5 separate regions of the Mus musculus genome follow, and all the other regions are linked to region 5. Evidence: chromatin contacts called from public HiChIP or PLAC-seq and promoter capture Hi-C data. All regions are on one chromosome and are shown on one strand. Each heading gives the region's core, a stretch centred on a gene start, on an enhancer-like site or on the middle of the called end of the contact. The rest is flanking DNA. Distances are from core to core; before and after follow the strand shown. Region 1 overlaps Sae1 (SUMO1 activating enzyme subunit 1). Region 2 holds the start of Zfp541 (zinc finger protein 541). Region 3 has its middle 3.8 kb from the start of Bicra. Region 4 has its middle 6.0 kb from the start of Gm32059. Region 5 holds the start of Dhx34 (DEAH (Asp-Glu-Ala-His) box polypeptide 34).

Region 1 (2,768 bases), core at 215-2,714, 140 kb before region 5:
TCTCAAACAGCATCTGAATCCTACCTTGCCACTGAGTGATACAGTTGGGCACAGCTTCCTGCTAAGCAGTGCTCCTATTGTTCAGCCTCTCCAGCAAGTCATTGGTATTTCTCTGGCCCACAAGTTTCTTGGCTGGTGCACACCTTAATCCCAGCATCTGGGAAGCAGAGGCAGGTAGACCTCTGAGTTCAAGGCTAGCCTGATCTACAGAGTGAGTTCCAGGACAGCCAGGGCTACACAGAAAAACCCTGTCTCGAAAACCAGTGGGGGAGGGGGACAACGACGACAACCTTTGAAAGGGGCAAATGTGTTCTCGCCATCTCCTACCCTAGCCACCCAGCAGCTTTAGAAAGGTCTGATTCTAGGAGTGCAATGAATTGCACAGTTAAAACAAGAGCAGGCTGGGCTACTCTTAACATGAAATTTCCACAGCACAAGGAGGAATTAGGTTTGGCTCTTTAGTTTTTGATTCTTCAAGAATGTTTGCAAAGCAGTCTCTTTGGCTTATGGGAGCTTGCTTATGCTAGGCAGTTTACTTACGTTCTTTTCCCATTATCACATCAGGGACAGCTAGTTTAAAAATGGCTAACTGATTTATCAGATCTCTCCAGGGACCGTGATGAGATTTGAGCTCAGGCCTCATTGATTCAAAAACTTTTTTGCTCTATTTTGGTTGTATATTTGTTTTGTTTATCAAGGCAGGATTTCTCTGTAGCCTTGGAACTCACTCTGTAGACAAGGCTGTACTTGAACTCAGCCTTTTGCTCATTACATTCCAGTGATGTGACTTTCAAACTTGGCTTCCTCCCATTGTCTCTTCTAGAGAGAAAACCAAAGTTGCCAAAGTAAGCCAAGGAGTGGAAGATGGACCTGAGGCCAAGAGAGCAAAGCTTGATTCATCAGAGACAACCATGGTCAAAAAGGTAAGCGAGAGAGCTGAGGTTGGAAACCCTGGGGCCTCGTAACTGCAAATGAGGGAAGCCTGGAAGAGGAAGTTCGAGAGTGGGTATAGCTACTGCTGATTCCAGGCAGCTCTCTCCTCCCGAGAAAATGGGTTTATATTCCAGATCCTTCACTGTTCTGACAGCCTCTCAAATGATCAAGTACTCTTGTGCTGCAGCACCGTGGTAGCCAGATGACAAGCTTGTGTAACTGATTTGGCATAAAAGCCATCAGTTTTGACTTCTAGTGTCACATGTGTCATGTGACAGTGACGTATGAGACTGGAAGTGGGTCTTAGACCTGAGTGTGGAGTTAGACAGTTGTGAGCCACAGTGTGACTTGAGATGCTCAGTAATAAAGTGTTTCCTGTACAAGCGCGCTGAGCAAGTCACCCCAGACGGCTTGTGCCTGTGTGACAGTGCCCGGGAGGGAGACGAGCGGTCAGTGTAGTGAGCACCAGGTTCAGTAAGAGCTCCTGTCTCAGAAAGGTAAAGAGCTGGGCTGGCACTGGTTATTGTAGAGGAGGATCTGTGTTCCCGTGGCAGTAAGCCCAGCGTGGTGACTCAGGCCTTATCATCTCAGCATTTAGGAAGTGGAGACTAAGGATCAGAAGTTCAAAGCTCCAGTTCCAGGTTAGCTTGGGCTACCTGAGACTTTGTCCCCAAACCAACAGAAAGGTCTTTAATATGTGGATAGTAATTGCTGGTGTTGTGTGGGTCTCCCCCCCCCCCCCCAAAAAAAAACAAAACAAAACAAAACAAAAAACCATTGGGCGTAGAACCTGGGGACTTAGACATGTGTTTGGGTCTAGTGCAGTGTTTAATCTCATTTTAGAGAAAGCAGTTAGGAAAGCAAACAGAAGGCAATGGTTTCTTTAGCCGGTGTTAGACAAGAAAATCTTGTACTAGGGAAAGCAATTTGAAGTGGCTGGTATTGGTTTCACAAAACTGAGAAATAATGGGACCAAACCCATATTTAAGGAAAGCCGTTGGTTGGAACATTCATTTAAAGTTTCATTGAGGGTTAGAGGTTCTGTGCAGGTTCCACAGCACTGGGACTAAGTTTTCTAGCAAGACAAAACTGCATTTTCTGTCCCTTACTTTTGTGTTTGTGTTGGGATAGCTTTATCTGTGAGCCTGATGCCGAGGAATTATTAAGCTCTAATTTTAGTGTCTATTCACAGGACTGTAATTACCCGGAGTGAACAAACCTGGAGTCCTTTCTTTTTGAGGCCCAGTCAGGCTTTCTCTGCTGGGTTGCCTGAGTTTGGTGGGGAGAGACATTGTTAACAAATGGAGGAACACAAAAGGAGCTTTGTGGGCGGCTCTGTCAGTTTATAAATCACACCCTCTTACAAGTGTGACACTTGGCCCTGGTGTGAAGGGTTTTATGGCTTAAGGGCCTTCTCTGATTGAGGCCCACATTTTGCATTCATATGGAAAAAGCCCTTGCTTTGTTAGCCATTCACAGCTGGAAGTTTCCCTGGAATCCCTTCTGATGATGCCCACTAGGGTGGATATGGAAGCTTCATTTGGGAGCCACTTTTCTGTCACTATGAGGAGAATGTGGGGACCCCAGGCCAGTACTTGGCAGTCTTGGTGTGCCATTCCTGAGCGCTCTGCCGGCACTTTGCCCTTTGTGCAATGTCTTCCTTACAGAGGGCAGAAATTGAAGATATCAAAATATTCCCCAGCTGACATTGTTAGTCAGCTGTTACAATGGGACTATTCAGCTGGGATTCCAACCCTGAGCTCTTGAGGGCGCACAGCATGCAGCACATTCCTTCTGACAATCCCCTGGATTCCAGACCTTGGCTTTGTGTCTCA
Region 2 (2,700 bases), core at 91-2,590, 150 kb after region 5:
AACTCCCTTCCACAGGAGACCAACAGCAAACTAAAATGACACTCACACAAGCTGCTCAATTATTTCACTAATTCTCTCCTTTTCTTCGATGGTTGAAGAGAAAACCTTGGAACTGAATCAAGGCCCTATTTAAGATGAAGTATTACTGACAATATTGGTTGTAAAAAACAACTAGCTGGGCATGGCACAATCTATAGTCCTGGTTCCTGGACAGACTGAGGCAAGAGGTCTGATGGAGCCTCAGTGTTCTGAAAAGATGGCAAGACCTCCCTCTTTTAAAAAGACAAAGCAGGATTTAATCAAGCACCTGTCTGGTACATTATGGTCTATGGGAGGCTTTTGCAGTCTTCTCCTTTTCATGTCTCACCATTGTTCTAGAGCAGTGGGCATGTGAGGATTGGGGTCCCCTTATTTTACATGACATGAGGTCTGGAAAAGCTGGACTAGTACAAGACAGAATGGACAGGATCCCCACTTACTCTGGACAAATGCTCTTGAGATACAGCAGTAATATAAACGTCCCCTACAAGCCTGATGGTCTGCCTCCACACAGATCAAAGATGGGGATGCCAGTCTGTGGGATGGCTCGGTGGTAAAAGCACAAGCTACGGAAGCCTGAGGACCTGTATTTAACACCCAGAACCCACAAGCTGACAATTCCAAAGTAGGATAAAAGCCTCCTCTACAAGAAGAGATTTTTGTTTTGTTTTTCCTTTCCTTCCTTCCCTTTATTAGCATGTTGAAGTCAGGGTCTTACTATGTAGCTCTGGCTGGCCTCTATTTGCAGTGTTCCTCCTGTGTTTGTATTCTACATGCTGGAGTTATGAGCAGGCATCATCATGCCCAGCTAAGGAGACCTTTCCTAGCCAATGCCAGCGGATTCAGTCCCTGGCTACCTGCAGGAACTGTAGGTGCTCAGTCCATGAGCAGCCTCACCTTGTAAGGAGGTCTGTGACTCAGAGTCTGCATATTCTTCCAGCAGCTTCACAGAGTCACTGTCCTTCCCCGAGTATAGGGACAGGGTGTCCAGATTGTCCTCTAGCACTTCACTGGGCATATCAGATGTGGAGAGACTGGGGTCAAGGTCCAAACCGCTTAAGCCAGCGTAGAGCAGGTCCCGTGTGCTGGGGCCCAGGTCCCGGTTGAGTGTGTCACTGCAGTTGAGCACTTGACTTTCAGAGAAGGATGGGAGGTGCCCTTCTGATGGAAGTGCTCCCTCTTCCCCAAGACTGTATGGCTCCATGGCTTTCCACTGCCAGGTCCTGGCTAGAGCCCGTCTCCAGACAAGCAAAGCCGTGTCCAGAGTCAGGAAGGGAAGAGCCCTCGCTGGCAGCTAGCTCCTGAAAATGAACAAGGACGTATTAGAATCAAGAGGTGGTAGGTGTAGTAGGCAGAATGTAGACTTGAAAATGGAGCCACTGAGATGGGTCTGTTCTTAGCCATTTAACCTTGCTGCACGACCTTGGGCAAGATCCATGAACTCCATTTCCTCATCTGTCAACTAGACAAAAGAATAACACATGGTGGACTGCAGAGTCCTCTGCCTCCAGTTATAAATATTAGAAAGATCAAATAGACTTTAATGTGTGTCTAGGCAGAAAAGACAAGCAAGGAAAATCCCAAGGCCAGCAACAAGGAAACTCAAAGTTAGAGTCTGTGCAGGCACAAGTCAGTCCACTGGGACATCCAGGCCCAAGTTTAAGCCTGGGGATGCTTGTCCACTTGTTCCATGTGGCCAGGAGACACATGAAATACCACTGCACAAAGGGAGGCTTACTGTGTGTGTAAAAGAGCCTGGACTGGGAAAGTCTCATACAAAAAAAAAAAAAAAAAAGTAAATACAATGAGTTTTAATATAGAGTAAATGTTGAAGTTAGGTTGGGGGTGTAGCTCAGTTAGTAAAATGCCTATCCTAGCACACTCAAACTTCTAGGCTCCACTCAGCATCACATAAACCAGGCATGCCTGTAGTCCCAACATTTGGGATATGGAGGCAAGATATCCTTGGGTAAATAGATAGTTTGAGGCCAGCCTGTGTTTCATGAGATGCTGTCTCAATAGTCCTATCACCCTGATCCCCAAAAAGGAATAAAAGAGGAAGTTTTACTAACCACATTCTAAAAATAAAAAAGATTACAAGGAAGTACTATGAAGAACTGTGTTTAGACAGTGCACTCACACAGAAGATAGGCTACAATACACACCCAATGTGTTAAGTCATTGAACTCAGATACAAAAAAATCAATGAGCAAATTTCTAGAAATAGACAGATTATCAAAATTCACTCAGAAGAATATATGAATGATCTTAAAACAAATTAAAAGATAAGGGGATATGCAGTGGTGCCCACCTATACTTCTAGCATGCCAGAAGTTGAGCGAGACAAGTCCTTGAATCCAGGAGTTCAAGACTGGCCTAGGAAAAACAAGCAGGAGAAGAAAAGAAAAGAGAAGAGGGAGGAAGGAAGATAGGGATGAAGAGAGGAGAAAGATGGGGAGGGGAAGCAAAGGTAAGAGGAGAGAGAAATGAAAAGGGAAGGAAGGGAAAGAAAATACTAAATTCATATTGAATTCAAATAATTCTCACCTATCTTACCACAGAAACACAAAACAAAACAACAAAACTTTATTATGTGGTGATGAAACATGCCTTTAATTGCAGCACTTGGGAGGCAGAAGCAGATGGATCTATGTGTGTTGA
Region 3 (2,700 bases), core at 184-2,683, 220 kb after region 5:
CAGCGAGGAGTGGGGGTGCTTGGAGTGCTGATGATGGGAAACAACAGGTGGACTTCCAGCAGCTGTGACTAGTTCCGTGCGCTCCTTGTAAGGGACGTCAGGGTCACTAACATCATTCTGGGAAATGAACAGTAGCCATTCTTTTGTGTTTATTGGAGCCTTTGAATTCCAGATCCCACTAGAAGGCTGGCTCCCCTGCAGCTCCCGATGACAACACAAAACTCCAGTTGCATTCCGAGTGGAGGAGGGATCCTCTGGGCTTTCTGGAAGGACACCCTGTCACTGCTCTTCTCCCCAGGCTGCTTGCAGTTGGCAGGCCTTCTGGGGAAGACTCAGAGCTTCAGAGTCATGGGGTCTGAGTTCAAGTTCTGGCCCCACAATGTGGTTAGGACCCAGTGTCCTCACCCCTGCGTGTCACTCTTCTTTTACTGGAAAGCATGGCTCAGTTTCGTTTCTTTGTAACTGTCACTCGGGGGACAGGGCTCGTACTAGACCTGATGTCCAGGACACGTTTGGGCAATGTGGGTTTGGTGGTGTGTCTGTCAACCTTGTTTGGGAGAGCTACAGTAACAAGTGTGACCTAGGACTCAGTCACTAACAGAGAGAGCAGCAGTAATGAGTGGGCCCCAGATATATCGGTCAGCCTCAGTAGAGAGAGGTATAGGAGTAAGTGAGCCCCAGGTCTCTGCCATTATAGCATCCTCTAACTATATATTCAGCTGCCTGGGGGAAGCCCCAGCATGTTGACAGTGGCTTTGTCATATGTCCACTCTGTCCTGAGACTGAGGCAGAGCCACGACACCGTGGGCTCCATCTGTGTCACTCAGCTCATATGCCTGACTTCCACAGCAGGTCTTGTTAGTGGGTGCTGCTGTTTGGGGTCAATAGCTTTGTATGGCTCAGTTGCTTTTTCAAGAGGTGTTAAGCAGATGGGCTGAGCTGGGAAGGGCCGTCCCTGGGTGAGAAGCACTGGCCACGTGCCCCTCCGTGAGAGCATAGCCCTGAACCTCTCAGGTATCATTACCTCTCTCTATTTACAAGAGGCATTTAGTGGATGCTCTTTGAACAAAAGAGTGAACTTGTTTATTTAACATCCACTGTGAATTCATTTATTCACTCTCTACGTTCATTGAGCCTCTTTCTACCACCACAGGGTGGGATCCAGGGATCTCAGAGAGGAAGAGGATGACAACCCTGCCCTGATAAGGCCCACTTGTAGCAGGGAGGCAGTGAAAGAGGAGGCCATTGGACATGGGCTAGTGGATCCTATTGTGGGTTTTGCTTTGCTTCTTTTTTCAGGGGTGGGGGATGATTACATTTTTATTCATTTTATTTTTACATCTTACGTGTATGAGTGTTTTGCCTGTGTGTGTGACTGCGCACCACATGCATGTAAGCCTGGAGTCACAGATGGTTATCAGCTGCAGTGTGGGTGCCAGGAATTGAACCTTGGTCGTTTGGAAGATCAGTCAGTGCTCTTGACTGCTGAGTCATCTCTCCACCCTTTCTCTGATCTATCTACGTGTGGTGCACACTTGTAGATGGATTGCCAAGCTTGGTGGTGGGTGACTTTATTCACTCTTCCTGGCCTCTTTTTCCCTTTTTTTTTTTTTTTTTTTTGTTTGTTTGTTTGTTTTTGTTTTCTGAAGCAGACCCTTGTGAAGTCTAAGGAGGCCTTGACCTCACTCTGTGTCTGAGGATGAGTTTGAACTCCTGATCTCCCTGCCTCCCAACCACCAGGATTAGAGCCACCGTGCTAGCACCTGCACCTCTTTTCAGCTTTCCAAACTCAAGGTCTGCCTGTGACAGTGGTTTTCAACCTTCCTAATACCATAGCCCTTTAATATAATTCCTCATGCTGTGGTGGCCCCCAAATCATGAAAGTATTTTCGTTACTTCATAACTGTAATTTTGCTACTGTTGTGAATCATAATGTAAATACTTTTGAAGCTAGAAGTTTGCCAAAGGGGTCGTGACCCACACACAGGTTGAGAACTGCTGATCTCTGTGTACATATTAGAGCTTCCTGGATGTTCCATTGTACAGATACACACTACAGCTGATTTATCTATCCATCCATTCACGGATACTCAGGCGGCTTCGGTGAGCTGTTGTGGAAAACGCAATGGTGGCCTCTGGTGTACCAATCCCTATTTAAGACTTTTGATTTCTTTGCACATGCACCCAGAAGTGGAGTTACTGTGCTGACTGCTAGTGCTATTTTTAATGTTCTGAGGAACTGCCAAACCCTACCACAGCAGCCAACAGAGCTGTACTCCCTCCAGCAGTGAGCAAGGGCTCCGGTTTCCCACAGCCCTGCCAACACTTGCTACTTCCCAGTTTCTTCATGGTAGCCGCTCTGAGGGGTGTGGGGCCTTGTCTCCTTGGGGCTTTGAGTGTGTTTCCCTCACGATGAATCATGCTGGGCATCCTTTTGTGTGCTATTGGTTGTGTATTTTCTCTGGAGATCATCCCAGGATCCTTGTGCATGTTAGTCAGGTGTTCTAACACTGAGCCACGCCCCCAGCCCCTCACTGGGGGATTCTAGGCAGGGGCTCTACCACTGAGCCACACCTCCATCTCCAATCCTTCATTGGGGAACAATCTCCCTCCCTGCCCTCCATCTCATCTCTCTCACTTGCTCTCTTTCTTTGTGGTTGGAGACCAGAGAACAACCTATAATATCACCCTTCCTTGAGA
Region 4 (2,700 bases), core at 192-2,691, 170 kb after region 5:
CAACTCCTGTCCATTCATTTCCATTTTGTAAGTTATTCTGTGCAATTCATCAGCAAATGATTCGTGTCCATTTTCATCCATACTTTTGGCATTTACAGAACTCCCCTTCTCCCTGAGTGGTTGCAAAAGCTGTTGTGTCACTTTGCGGTTTCCTTGTTTATTGCAGTGACTTCCTGTCCCACTGTGGGCCAGGATCATAGCTGATTTCAGAGTTTTTCATTGTTGGCCAGCTAGGTTGCATCTGCTTTTTAAAACATAGTCATGGTTTTTGTTTTATTTTGTTTTAGGAATGTTTACAAAAACGTGCGCCTCAGTTTCTTGACTGGCCTTTATTAAGGAAGCTGACAGAAACCCCAAAAGGATTCTTCAGATCCAAAATCCCCTCATTAGCGTTTCGGTACTCTAAGAGCTGTCAGCCGCCGGCCCCGCCCTCCGAGGCCACGCCTCCGAAGCCCACCCGCTCGGGCCGATTCAAATGCAGCCAATAGAAGCGTGTAAACAAACATAAGCCACACCCACTACACGAATAATTTCGAGCACCAGGGCGCGAAGCCTATTTTATCTTGTGTGTGGGGGGTAGAGGTGGGGCGGAGCTGTGGCCACGCCCCCACATGCGGCCAATCAAAGGCCAGACTCCGCCCCTCGCACTTGCGGTGCTGAGGACCCCAGGCCGGGCTGGGCTAATCGCTGCCTGATTTTGCTGCCGGATTACAGCGCTCCGGTCTTGGCTGTCCTCAGAAGGGGTACCTTATGGCCACAGTGGAAGGGTATAGCTAGAGGACAGAGACTACGAAGGAATCCCCTTCTCTTCCTCCTCCTGGCCACCAAGACCCGGGCCCTTGGAAGTCTCGTAAAAACTTTCTCTTCTCACCCTTATTTAAAGCAACCTGGAAAGGCAGGAGTGTTTCAGGACGGGAGTCAGGCTTTGGTTGTTGAAGTGTTATATGCAAAAGAAAAAATGCACCAATCGTGTGCCATCAGTTTCTCGGATAATGAAACAATTGGGGCGCAAAGTTTGAAGCTTCCATTGCCTGACAGGAGCCGCGGGGAAGTGTTTCTACTTTCAGTGGAGGAAGCCATTTATTTAAAATCCGGAGGTGGGGAGGTGGAAGAGGGGCTGACGAGGTGGCTCAGTGAATAATGGCGCTTGCCACCAAAACTTGATCTGAAATTTATCTCCAGAAACCACGTGTTGGAAGGAGAGAAACATACACACACTGAAAAATAGAACTGGAGATGTGGTGCAGTTGGTACTTAATCTACTATCTAAGAAGCCCTGGTTTTCACAGCACCATCCAGGCGTGGTGGTTAAAGCTGTAATCCCGGAAGGTGGAGGCTGGGGGGTCAGGAGAGTTCCAGGTCCGCCCTAGGCTACAGAGCAAGACTGAAGCCCACCTAGGCTATTAAGCGGATGCTATTGACACCGTCTGTAGACAGATGGCGCTGACGAGGTTCTCCAGGGTAGGAGCTGGGCTGTAGTGAGCTGAGTTTCTGAAAGGCTCAGGGCTCTGATAAGAGCTAAGGCATATGCAGAAATGTGCGGAAAAAGGCTGGAGGAGGGTTCAGAGGACAAGATGATGTCAGGCCCTTCGGGCAAGGCAGTTCTCCAATATCTGGCCTTGTCCACAGCAAGAACACGGGGCTTCTACCTTTTCTTTTCCACTATACTATCATAATTAAAACTGTCAGCCTAGCCTGGTGGTGCAGGTCTGTCATCACTGCAGCTAAGGAAGCTGAGGCAGGAGGATAGCAAGTTCAAGCCCTGAACTTTAGCAACTTAGACCCTGTCAATATAAGAAGTGAAAAAGAAGGCTAGGGATGGTGACTTGCTGTGTGAGACCCTGGGTTTAACCTGCAAAAGAGGTTTGAAAGAAAGAAAGAAAGAAAGAAAGAAAGAAAGAAAGAAAGAAGCAGCAGCCATCTGAGCTCTTTTTTTATTTTTTATTTTTTGGTTTTTCGAGACAGGGTTTCTCTGTGTGGCCCTGGCTGTCCTGGAACTCACTTTGTAGACCAGGCTGGCCTCAAACTCACAAATCCGCCTGCCTCTGCCTACCGAGTGCTGGGATTAAAGGCGTGCGCCACCACTGCCCGGCACCATCTGAGCTCTTTAAAAAATATTATTTCTTCATCAAGTAAGGGTCTCATTATGCAGGCAGGCCTTGAACTCAAAAAGACCCACCTTCATCTGCCTCCCAAGTGCTAGAACTAAAGATGTGCTGGGTCATGTGTAGCCCAAGTGAGCCTTAGATTTGATATGTGATTGACTATTGTTGTTTTTGGAAATTGATTTTTATTTCGAACTATGGTATTCTTGTTTGAATATATACACGTTGAATTCCAGTGCCTAAGGAGGCTAAAAGAGGGTATCCATGCACTCTTCTGGGATTGGAATTAAAGGCTGTTGTAAGCTGACATGGATGCCGGGAACAGTCCCTGGGTCTTCTTGTAAGAGTAATTCAAAGTCTTAACCGCAGAGCTATGTCTCCAAGCGCTGATCCTAAACTTTTGATGCTCCTGAATACATTCAGAGTGTTGGGGTATAGGTGTGCAGCCCACTATGCCTAGTGTATGTGGACCTAGGATAAACTCTAGCAACTGAACTGTGTCACCAGCCCCACAGTGCTTTTTGAATACCTTGGGCTCTTGTCACTAGCTTGGAAGCCTGGATGGGCTTTCAGGGATGCTCAGGGAAAATAGCCA
Region 5 (2,700 bases), core at 151-2,650:
GTATTGTACTACCTGGGGAGGGGTACATTCTTAAGGTCTGGGGTTCTTTCTCTGCACAGAGGAGACTTTGGTGAACAAAACAGAAGAGTTCTCCACTTTTACGGAGCACACATCTTACTGGAGGACACAGAGATAGTCACAAAAGTAAGATTAAATAGGACGGGGTGAAGAACATTCCAGCGCTCAGGAGGCGGTGGTGGAAGGATGAGTAGTTGGAGCCTGGGCAAAGGAGAAAGTTCTTGTCTGAAATACATGAATAAGCAAAGAAATAAAATATTGAGCAATAATGCCCGCTCTGTGGAGGGAGCTGCTTTTAGAAGCAAGGTCAGAGATGACAGCTTCAGTGCACTAATATCTGAATGGGGGGAAAAAGTGAGCTGCACAGAGAAACCAGAAGAGGAAACAGAGAACTCAAAACCTGGCTACAACCCAGCCTGGCCTATATATTTTTATATATGCTTTTCAGCGACTTTTTTTTTTTTTTGCAACAAGTTTTCTTAGGTTATCGATGGGGAAACTGAGGCTCAGTTCCCCAGTGATTGGCACATCGAGGAGTACTGTGTAGTTTTCTCTGGAGTCTTTTCTCACCCATTTAGTCATTAATTTAACATGTGTGGCTCTAGAGAGGGCTTTAAGGGGACACAAGACTGATCAGCACAGAGCTGGTCCCTGGCTTAAGGCTGCTGGGGTTACATCTGATTATTTATTAGTGAGTTATAGTGATAGAGTGACCACATGACTGTCTTATTAATTTAATTAGGTTTTTGAGATGGTCTAGATATGTAGTCCTGGATGACCTGAACTCACTATGTAGTCCAGGCTGGCCTTGAACTTACCGAGATCCACCTCCCTTTGCCTCCCAAGTGCTGGAATTTAAGGCGTGCACTAGTTCGCCCAGTCACGGGACTGTTTTAATAGTGTTTGAGCTCCCTTGCTGACCCTAAACTTTTTGTTTGTTTGTTTGTTTGTTTTTTTGAGAGAGGGTTTCTCTGTGTAGCTCTGGCTGTCCTGGAACTCACTCTGTAGACCAGGCTGGCCTCGAACTCAGAAATCCGCCTGCCTCTGCCTCCCAAGTGCTGGGATTAGAGGCGTGCGTTGTTTTGTTTTTTGGACCCGAAACTTTTGACTTTCTAGTAATTCTGGGTTTACAGGGCTGTGGAGAGGACACGGCTAGGGACTGGCACTTACCTATAACCCCTCCTCTGGCCTCTAGAGGGCGTCAAATCACCCAAAACACTGCCTGAAGCCAGGTGCCCAAGAGCGCTTTGTGCGATGGGCATTGGCCCGCCCGCTACTCCCTATTGGGCTTCATTGTACGGAGAGGCCAGGTCGCGCTTTCGCGATCTGCGCATGCGCAGTCTGGAGAGTGGCGGGAGCGTGCGCAGGCGCAGACCATTTAGGACCGGAAGTTGAGGCGTCCGTGCTATTTCGGAGGTAAGGGGCGGGGCGTGTGTGCGGGGTGTCTGCGTGGCTTTGGTCCCTGGTGCAGGATTTGTGTGGGGCTATAGTTCCGAGCGAGCAGGGGAGTCAAGAGAACCCCAATTTTAATGAAGGAATGTGCCAGGACCCAGAGAGCTCTGGCGGTGCGCGATTCTTAGAAGCTGGAGGACCAAGAGGCCCGGAACTGAAACCACAGAGGGAACAAGTTTCTGAGAAAGGGAGAGAAAAGGGGACCAGGGTGATGGGGTGCCTGCAAGAGAGGCTCACAAGGGCGCCAGGAAGAGATTGGCAAGAAAGCCTGGATGGTGGTGAGACCCACAGTTATGAAAAGATGGAGTTTGAAACAGAACCTTGAAAGTTGGAGGTGATAGTAGAGTCGTGCTGAAAAATGGCGAAAGGAAGAAATGCACCCCAGATTTGCGTTCCTCGCACTGCTTATTTAGCTTAGCAAAATAGAGTGGAAATAGTCTTAATGTTGTGAGAAAGTGAACATATATGTATACATATGTGATTGAGACTACACAGAAATACCGGAGTGGTAGCTGTAAAGAAAGGCACCATTGGTAGATAAAAGTATTGACTGGAGAACTGTAAACAAATAGAGGGCCGGGAGCTAGGTGCTGGATCTGAGCACAGGAGGCTGAAGCAGGAGGATTGTGAGTTAAAGGCCAACCCAGTCTACATAGGATGACTCTTGTCTCCAAAAATAAATAAATTTGAGGAAAAGTTGAAACAAGATGGAGAAAGTGGAGAAATTCAAATGGAGGTCTGAGGAAGAGAGGGAGGGAGGGAGAGAGAGAGAGAGAGAGAGGAGAGAGAGGGGAGAGAGGGAGAAATAGAGAAATAGAAAGAGAGGTATTGGGAAGATGGCCCGGTAAGCCATACTTGGACATAATGGTGCTTACTTGCAGTCCCAGCACTTATGTGGTGGAGACTGGATGGTGAGTGAGTTCAAGGTCATGCTTATCTGTGTGGAGAGTTCAAGGTTAGGCTAAACTACCTGAGACCCCAAACCAAATGAAGGAGTAAAATGCCCGAGGGAACAGACCCATTGGCAGCCATGGGTGCTGATGTTGGGCCTAGTGTGAGTCAGGGTTTTTGTTGCCTAGAAGGAGCTTTCTCCTCCTTACTGTCCCAGTCTTTTTCTGAGGATCACTGGCTCCATCTTCTAGCAGCTTTCCAAGGCCTGGTCCTCATTCCCTTCTAGAATAGAGTTCTCTCAGTCCTGTCATCACCGAGCTTCAGTCTTTACTCAGAAGT

The links. Promoter capture Hi-C pulls out the DNA fragments that hold promoters and counts their contacts. HiChIP or PLAC-seq counts read pairs in DNA pulled down with a chosen protein or histone mark.
Region 1: a contact with region 5 is called in an H3K27ac HiChIP or PLAC-seq map of embryonic stem cells, with 5 read pairs. The contact joins the enhancer-like site here to the promoter of Dhx34 in region 5. A contact is called at or near these places in 1 of 39 promoter capture datasets (macrophages), 4 of 484 Hi-C or Micro-C datasets (cerebellum, embryonic fibroblasts, granulocyte-monocyte progenitors and 1 more), 3 of 115 datasets of contacts at active chromatin or transcription factors (effector CD8 T cells, embryonic stem cells and memory CD8 T cells) and 2 of 9 other capture datasets (adipose tissue and liver).
Region 2: a promoter capture Hi-C map of the HPC-7 cell line shows a contact between it and region 5. The contact joins the promoter of Zfp541 here to the promoter of Dhx34 in region 5. A contact is called at or near these places in 12 of 39 promoter capture datasets (the C10 cell line, the HPC-7 cell line, cranial neural crest and 9 more), 2 of 484 Hi-C or Micro-C datasets (neural progenitor cells and pancreatic cancer cells), 3 of 115 datasets of contacts at active chromatin or transcription factors (embryonic stem cells and large pre-B cells) and 5 of 9 other capture datasets (adipose tissue, embryonic stem cells, liver and 2 more).
Region 3: a promoter capture Hi-C map of macrophages shows a contact between it and region 5, with 5 read pairs. The contact joins the enhancer-like site here to the promoter of Dhx34 in region 5. A contact is called at or near these places in 3 of 39 promoter capture datasets (cranial neural crest, embryonic stem cells and macrophages), 2 of 115 datasets of contacts at active chromatin or transcription factors (embryonic stem cells and large pre-B cells) and 2 of 9 other capture datasets (adipose tissue and liver).
Region 4: a contact with region 5 is called in an H3K4me3 HiChIP or PLAC-seq map of embryonic stem cells, with 23 read pairs. The contact joins the enhancer-like site here to the promoter of Dhx34 in region 5. A contact is called at or near these places in 4 of 39 promoter capture datasets (erythroid cells, hippocampal neurons, macrophages and 1 more), 2 of 484 Hi-C or Micro-C datasets (embryonic stem cells and erythroblasts), 10 of 115 datasets of contacts at active chromatin or transcription factors (the 230-238 cell line, CD8 T cells, the SCID.adh cell line and 5 more) and 4 of 9 other capture datasets (adipose tissue, embryonic stem cells, liver and 1 more).

Annotation. Positions count from the first base shown.
Region 1 is chr7:16,364,962-16,367,729 of GRCm38.p6, reverse strand. Sae1 (SUMO1 activating enzyme subunit 1) reads left to right here. Exons shown (of 9, transcript NM_019748.3): 5 at 824-923. Among named protein-coding and RNA genes, the nearest start is that of Sae1, 22 kb to the left of the region's middle. Within about 2 kb of position 1,464, at least 128 of the 459 cell types and tissues checked have an H3K27ac peak or open chromatin away from gene starts, as enhancers often do. A contact at or near this core is called in adipose tissue, effector CD8 T cells, embryonic stem cells and 2 more, where this site is marked.
Region 2 is chr7:16,070,485-16,073,184 of GRCm38.p6, reverse strand. Zfp541 (zinc finger protein 541) reads right to left here and starts at 1,340. Exons shown (of 16, transcript NM_001099277.2): 1 at 937-1,340. The coding sequence starts at 1,243.
Region 3 is chr7:16,001,969-16,004,668 of GRCm38.p6, reverse strand. It overlaps a transcript of Bicra not described here. Among named protein-coding and RNA genes, the nearest start is that of Bicra, 3.8 kb to the right of the region's middle. Within about 2 kb of position 1,433, at least 153 of the 459 cell types and tissues checked have an H3K27ac peak or open chromatin away from gene starts, as enhancers often do. A contact at or near this core is called in adipose tissue and macrophages, where this site is marked.
Region 4 is chr7:16,050,807-16,053,506 of GRCm38.p6, reverse strand. No RefSeq gene overlaps it. Among named protein-coding and RNA genes, the nearest start is that of Gm32059, 6.0 kb to the right of the region's middle. Within about 2 kb of position 1,441, at least 341 of the 459 cell types and tissues checked have an H3K27ac peak or open chromatin away from gene starts, as enhancers often do. A contact at or near this core is called in CD8 T cells, the SCID.adh cell line, adipose tissue and 10 more, where this site is marked.
Region 5 is chr7:16,220,732-16,223,431 of GRCm38.p6, reverse strand. It overlaps Dhx34 (DEAH (Asp-Glu-Ala-His) box polypeptide 34), which reads left to right and starts at 1,400. Exons shown (of 17, transcript NM_027883.3): 1 at 1,400-1,434.